2 separate regions of the Drosophila melanogaster genome follow, and region 1 is linked to region 2. Evidence: chromatin contacts called from public HiChIP or PLAC-seq data. All regions are on one chromosome and are shown on one strand. Each heading gives the region's core, a stretch centred on a gene start, on an enhancer-like site or on the middle of the called end of the contact. The rest is flanking DNA. Distances are from core to core; before and after follow the strand shown.

What was found. HiChIP or PLAC-seq counts read pairs in DNA pulled down with a chosen protein or histone mark.
Region 1: a POLR2A S2P HiChIP or PLAC-seq map of the Kc167 cell line shows a contact between it and region 2, with 5 times the contacts expected there. The contact joins two enhancer-like sites. A contact is called at or near these places in 3 of 107 Hi-C or Micro-C datasets (the Kc167 cell line and the S2 cell line) and 1 of 6 datasets of contacts at active chromatin or transcription factors (the Kc167 cell line).

Annotation. Positions count from the first base shown.
Region 1 is chr2L:23,007,893-23,011,647 of dm6, reverse strand. All of the region lies in intron 5 of Cht10 (Chitinase 10), which reads left to right. Among named protein-coding and RNA genes, the nearest start is that of Cht10, 16 kb to the left of the region's middle. Within about 2 kb of position 1,412, at least 4 of the 39 cell types and tissues checked have an H3K27ac peak or open chromatin away from gene starts, as enhancers often do. A contact at or near this core is called in the Kc167 cell line, where this site is marked.
Region 2 is chr2L:22,188,398-22,192,097 of dm6, reverse strand. Ir40a (Ionotropic receptor 40a) reads left to right here. Exons shown (of 7, transcript NM_136296.4): 6 at 2,124-2,353; 7 at 2,411-2,572. The coding sequence ends at 2,514. Among named protein-coding and RNA genes, the nearest start is that of CG3635, 15 kb to the right of the region's middle. Within about 2 kb of position 2,242, at least 3 of the 39 cell types and tissues checked have an H3K27ac peak or open chromatin away from gene starts, as enhancers often do. A contact at or near this core is called in the Kc167 cell line, where this site is marked.

The DNA of each region.
Region 1 (3,755 bases), core at 163-2,662, 820 kb before region 2:
TAAAATACTTGATTAATATAGCTCCTAGGATTTGATTTGGCTGAATTAAATACCGTGCTATTTATTCTCGATTAAAGGAATAGAAACCCGTGCCCGTTTGTATAATTGCCTGGTTGCAAATTATATATAGATCCAAGATTTAAATAGAGGGATAGGGATATACAACTTAAAAGCGCAGTGTTAATTAAATGATTTTTTAAATTACTGTCCCAAAAACCTTTAAAATTTTCCTTTATGGTAGCTTTTATCTCAGCTTGAAATAATGGTTCTAAATTGAGAATCTAATGAAAAATGGTAATAAATAATTAAGCACGATATCGCTTATAAAAAGTAATTTGTAAATTATATAAAACATTAGAAAATAGGTAAGCTCAGTTGTGCATGCAAGGATTACTGAAACTTAAGAACTTTAGCTGAAACTGCATTGTAGAAGCACCCAAAAGATATTGAGTGATGCAGTTAGTTGTAGTCTTCATACACGTATCCGGCGGGAATCTCTACTAGGGACCTTTCTGTTGAGGAATGTCAGGATGATAAGTCAATAGGACGTACGATAGGCTTGTGTTGGAAGAGTACATCGAGTATCAGCAATGTATGCATGTTCAGCAATCCTACCCAGGTCATGGTACATACATACATCCAGATGGTCGAAACAATGCATTTATTAAGGTACTTTTCAAAGTGCAATGTTAATAGAGCTGTGGGGGGCCAGTAGTTCTTGAGAATTCTGCTCAGTTCTGGACCAGTTCAGAAATGGTATGATGTTGTCCAAATTACACACTACTTCAGCTCTCAGAAGCAGAATAACGTAAGGCCAATATGATTCATAGTCTATATTAATTGGAGCAACGAGCCAGGTGGACGATGGCCGAGTTCACGAAAGTATGTATTATTTTCAAAATCGCCAGACGTATTAATATTAACTACGAAAAATTTGAAATTGAATAAAATAGTTGGGGAGAAAGAATCATTAAGGTGTAATATTAACAAATAAGTAAATTACCAATCTAAATTTAATAAATCTAATAATCCAATAAATTTATAAAAATCTGATGCTCTGTGTAAAAGATATTCTCGAAACAATATTTTTCGAGACTTTTCGAAATAATCAAATATCTGTAAGTGCAATGCAGCGTGTTATTGTTGGCCATTTCCCGTTTTGGAAGGAGTGCAAATTATTATTGGTATATGAGAATAGTGGATATAAGAATTAGGGGCAAAAACTTGTCAAAACGACGGAATCCTCCACAAATACAATATCACCAATGGATGCTGAAATACTTTGACTGCAGGTGAATGTTTTGATATCCGAAGAGCAAAAAGAATATAAAAACAAGTTAGAAAGCTATAGTCGAGTTCCCCCACTATCAGATACCCGTTAGTGTGAACGCGAAATGTTATTATTTTTATGGGAGATCGATAGACATTGGGCAATAAAATGAGAAAACAATTTAAAAATTGTTCAAAAGTGTGGGCGTGACTGGTTCGGCGGCTTTAGGGCGTTAGAGTGGGCGTGGCAATAAGTTTTGTGGCAAATCGATTGAAAGTTATGAAGAAATATGGAAAAATGGTTCAAAATTGTGGGCATTGCAGTTTTAGGGCGTTAGAGTGGGCGTGGCAATTTTTTTTTTTGCGAAAGCATAGAAATCAATCATTTTTCAAAAGTGCGGGCGTAGCATCTTTGTGCTGTTTGTAGTCCTTGAAGTGGGCGTAGCAAGCTACTTGCGCTGCTTTTTTGCCTCTAAAATCTGTATGCTAAATCTCAACCTTCTAGCTTTTATAGTTCCTGAGATCTAGAAGTTCATACGGTAACGCTTCCTTCTCCCTGTTACATACCCTTTTGTCTTGAGTAACGGGTATAATAAGTTCGGAATGTTTTAATAAACAGATAATAAGATAATAATTTGTCTACAATTTGCACAAAACGGAATCCCAAATGTTTCTAAAAAGAAATTTGTCGGAATTTATATATGTATGTATATTGCTTATATATTGCTGTTTTGTCAGCGTGTTTCCCAGGAGATAAGCTAGAGCTTCATCTGGTGAAAGAGGAGTTGATTTTTGCCATTGAATTTGCATCCTCGATTTGCTTGGAAATTCTGGTGTTTTTAAAGTTTCTATAAGAACAAAGGCAACGTCCCTCATGGATTCTTTTCTAGCAGAAACAGTTGTTGCATGAATCAAAAGATTTGTGTCGTGATCACTTTCACTTGCAAGATTGTATGCCAGTTTCCTTTTTAGTCTTGCTCCTGCACTTTGGTAAAATAAGTTTCGGCGTCCCATTTTCTGTGGTGTCTAGTAGTTTTCAAAATTACTAACAAGAATTGTAATCTTAGACGCCGTCCACTTAGTATGTGTGGAAATAAATCGGTCTAATTGTTGTTACACTCGGGCAGTTTTCTTTTAATGAATAATTCAAAATGTACTATTTTTTTTGTCAATCTCTTCTGTCTTTCTTGCTTCCAGATTATTGTTGTTGATTTCGGAATAAACGTAATCTGAAACATAACTTATTTGCCGATTGTTATACCTCCAAATGTCTAGGAGGTCGCTATGTCTGAACCCGAACTTGCCTATATAAAATCAAATTGTTAGAAAACGAGAAAAATGTGCAAAAGATTACTCAAATATCGTCAAAGACAATAGTTAAAGGTACAAACTGACGTTTTTATTTTCTGTCAGAAATTGTCAGAAAATAAGTAATACTCCACGAAACACAGGGGACACGTTAGAATTTTCTGTTAAAATACACATATATTTCATGTTCACAACACATAAACAGTACAACTACACACATATTAGCTACATACGTTAAAAACAACATACCTTGGCTTTTATTTTCAATATATTTTCAATAAATACTAACAATCGTACCACGTTCAAAAGTAAGCAAATAATTTGGCGAAAATTGTCTTCTCTTTATCAGCTATTTGAAACTACACCCCTAAAAGCTTAAAAAATGGTTTAGTGAAGCTTTCGGTAATTTTTTTTTTTTTTTTTGCTTTTTATTTACATATATGATCAATTTTCTTTTAGAAAATAATTGCTAAAGGACGATATATTGACATAAAAATCTACTTGCTGATGAAATTTCACTTCTGCACCTTTAACATGGTCGTCCTTACCAGAAAAAAGTCAGCTCCATTTTGACCAGCAAACCCTCCTTTATGCTATATATTTTCACATTTCCTGCGCATTTGATCCTCTTGAATTTACTTCCAAAATGCATGCGTTTGTCTGGACATCAATTCCCATCAGTGTTTTTTCGAATTTAGATAGGTAGATCGGCCACTGGCCACTAATTAGAAAATGCACTGGCGTGGTTGGTCGGTGTTATGGTTTTGCTTTGACTGTTTACAATGTTGAGCTAATAAACTGTCAACAACGAAATAGCTGCTACTGATACAAACAGGCGGTTTCGAATTCAATAGCCGCTTCCAAAAAGGGATATTGATATAGGCGAGGTTGGGATCGGAAGCGGAGAAAAATTGTAAAGTGCACCCTTGGTCAGGGGGTCCTACATACAATATATCGTTTAATGATGTTACTACCAGTATCTTTGCATCTGCTTGTTTTTCAATGAGTCCACAATTCTGTAGGCAAATAAGGATTATAGCCAAAATCCTGCTTCTTTCTTGAATGCTGGGTCCGTTTTCTTACGGCAAGTCCCCAAACTCTTTATGCAAGCATATGCAAGCACAAGCTAGTGAAAAGGTATTTATCAATTCAACTCCATCTGAGAAATTCACCTTTTA
Region 2 (3,700 bases), core at 993-3,492:
TTTTCTTGGCCCTATTCTTTTAACTCGTGACCGCCAGACCAAAAGTGCACAGTGAATAAACACATTGGACAACACACGCAACACAAACTATTTGGCTACCCTAGAGTGCAATGTAGGGTATTAGGAAAGTTTCCATCACAGTTCCCCATAAATTTCCATATCTATCCTTTTTAAATCATCTTAATAGTTCCAACGGGTCAGGGATCCTTATGCGTAGAAAGTCCATGAAAGAATGTCGCTTGAACTCTCGAAACCGAGAAAAACTCAGAATCACCAAAAAGGGTGCTGGCATATTCCACAAACAAGAGAGAATATGAGAATATATCGAGTTCCCCGACCCGTAATTCAGCCAGTGTGAATGCGAACGCGAAATTTCATCATTTATGAGAAAATGGGCGTGACCGGTTCGGCGTCTTAAGGGCGTTTGAGTGGGCGTGGCAAAACGTTTTTTGGCAAATCAATTGAAATTTACAATACTAATAAAATTATGAAAAAAAATTCGAAAAATGATTCAAATTTGTGGGCGTGGCAGTTTTGTACGGTTTAAGGGCGTTAGAGTGGGCAATTTATCTAACCCGTAAATATAGAACTCTGCCCCAGTTGATAAACAAATTTCAAACTTTAATCTCAGCAGCATTCCCTTTGTCCGTTTTTGTCGCCAACACTTAGCCACCCGATAAATAACCAAACCTAAAGTAAACACAAGTCAGCAAATTTGAATTTCACAATGCTGTGAAATAATTGCAGAAGCTGTTATCTTAAACATATTTCAAAGTTCAAGAAAATCCTAAAGAAAAGCTTCTGGCCGAGGTTGAGTGGATTATGATTAAGATTTAGAAGATTACTCTGAATCGGGACGAGATCGTGAACAGTTTCAAACCAAAGATAAGCAATTAAAAAAGTGTCTTGTAATAATGTGAAAATTTTAATTGGCATGGCAAACATTTTTTTAAATCGATAAAAAATTTACATAGCTAATAAAATTATGAAAAAATTTTGAAAAATGGTTCAAAAGTGTGGGAGTGGCAGTTTTGTGCGGTTTGTGGGCTTTGGAGTGGGCGTGGCAACATGGCTCAACAAACTTGCACTTCGTCTTTGTCTCTAGAATCTGTATACTGAATCTCAACCTTCTAGCCTTTATATTTCCTCCTCTTCTTCTCTTCTGAGCAGCAGCACAGCTCTTTTCTTAATCGCACAGATAACATTTCTTGTTCGCTTGCTTATTTCCTTCAAAACGGAAGCATCAAACTCTCCCAATTGTAACTTGTCAACTGGGGGATCCTCCGGTCCCATCAAAAGATCCATTGCAAGACACAACGCAATGCACTTTGGTGGTGGACCTACCCTTCAAAATCGGTACCCAATGTGAATGTAAAGAATTTTGATTATATCTTATCCCTTACTCTTAGGATCTTCATCATCCTACTTCACACTGGACGATTACTCGTAGATATCTTCATCTATTTCGTCATTTCATTCGTCAATCTCTCCTCGCCGTTTAATATTAGGGCCCATTATCCATTGTAGTGAACTAGTTAGTTCGCGCGGCTATTACGTAACCCACCAAATTTACGTAACGTAATCGGGGGAGTAATTGTGGGGAGTATGATGGTTTAAATCATATCTTACGTGCGCTCTCATTTAAAAAGCTCCGCAGGAAAGCAGGATTGTAAAGTGATTTTTCCAAAAATTTAAATGGTAAGCCATCTAATCGCACGGCCATGAACAATAAGGATGCTCGTTATTGTTTACCTCAAATAACACATATTTTCATAGTAAAGAGATCTGTTTTCATGCTAAAACCGTAATAAATAAGTGGAATGCTTGTGTTATCTTCTGCGATAAACACTTTTAATAATTCCAAAAATTGAGGCACATATTGTAGATAGTAAATAAAATAGTGCTCTGAAATTAGAGTGGTACAAAACTAGCAAGAGATCCAACCAGTCAGCAATTATACCACAACATTATACATTATAATTAAGTTTTTTTTTTTACAAATAACTTGGGATACGAATACGCCATACAGAATATAAGAACGGGGAAGTTATATCTAATTATATAGTTAATATTAGTCCACTAAATTATTGTTTTAAAAAACAGCATCTTAAACATTTTTGTAGCTTGATGCAGTTGTTTGAGAGCGGAATCCTAGATAAGATGACCGCTGCCGAATACGCAAAGCAGTACCAGGAGGTAGAAGCCACGAGAATATACAAGGGCAGCGTGCAGGCGAAAAACAGTGAGGCTTACAGTCGAACCGAAAGCTATGACAGCACGGTTATCAGTCCGCTTAATCTACGAATGCTGCAGGGCGCTTTTATCGCTCTCGGAGTTGGTTCATTGGCTGCAGGTACTGATCTATATTATTAAATTATTCCAAAACTGTATAGGTATTTCTTCTGCTTAGGTGTAATTTTGCTGTTAGAGATAGTATTTATAAAACTGGATCAAGCGCGATTGTGGATGCTGTGCTCACGGCTGCAATGGATTAGATATGACAGGAAAGTGTAAGTCAGTGTATTTTATTTGCTGCAGCCGCTTTAAATAATACAATAAACGTCAGATCCTTAAATTCGAGAGACAAATTCATTTGTGGTGGTCCGGTTAAGATTTGGTATTACTTGGTATTACTACTTTGGTATTACTTTAACAGAGGTTTGGTGGGGATCTATCAACTCTGGCATAAAACCAGTATTCGCAACACAGGGAAGGGAATGCCATTTTTGGGTGAATGACACTATTCTTCTTTAATGCGGTTCCCGAGTATAAAACAGCCGAAACACGCGTGATGCAGACTATTTTTTGTGCAAAGCGCAACGAAAGCCTATGCAAAGTGCAAATGGAGTAACGCCAATTGAAGCTGCAGGAGTGCTGGCTTATTGGCTCCAATCGAGAGCAGTGTACATCCAGTATATCCACCTAACATAAGACGTTGAGCGGAATTCCGTTTATGATACTCATGCGCCAGGCTTGCACGCAACTGGCTGCACATGGACGAAATAGTGCATCGTGAATTTTAGCAGGAATTTGTGCGGCGCTACGAGATCGATATTCTGCTGCTCAGCGAGACTCATTGCAAGGAGGCACAGGCACCCAAAATATTTGGATTTGAGTCTTACACTGCCAACGACCTGAGCGACGGTAACGCCAAAGGTGTTGCAGCGATCCTGGTCAAATCCGGCCTAGTCCACTTTCCTCTTACACCAATAGCCACTGACGAGGAGCAACTCGCGTCTGCCCTACGAGGTTCATATGGAATACGAGCGAATTTAAATGCATTCTGAATCAACAATGTTCCAAACTCCTCGTCGCGGGCGACTGGACTGCATCCCACTGGCTATGGGGAGCGGGGAGATCCAATCGAAGAGGGCGTGAGCTAGCGAATCTGGTCCTAAGCTTAGATATAAGCTCCCTAGCCACCGGAGGTCCTACAAGATTCCCGTTCGGCAGTAGAGGCTCCCCAGGCTATATAGATTTTGCTGTCAGCAAGGGCATTCTGGATATGCACGATGAAATACGTTCCGTTGCTGAGCTCAGCTCCGACCACCTACCGCTTATAGATGCAACAGCTACAGCTTATCTCAAGATGGAGCGACTAATCGGTAGGCACTCTGTCCTGTAACGATTCCATGATCATGATTGAGTCCTCTCTGAACCTGAGTACGGCGATAAACTCAGAAAGAGAACTAGACGAAGC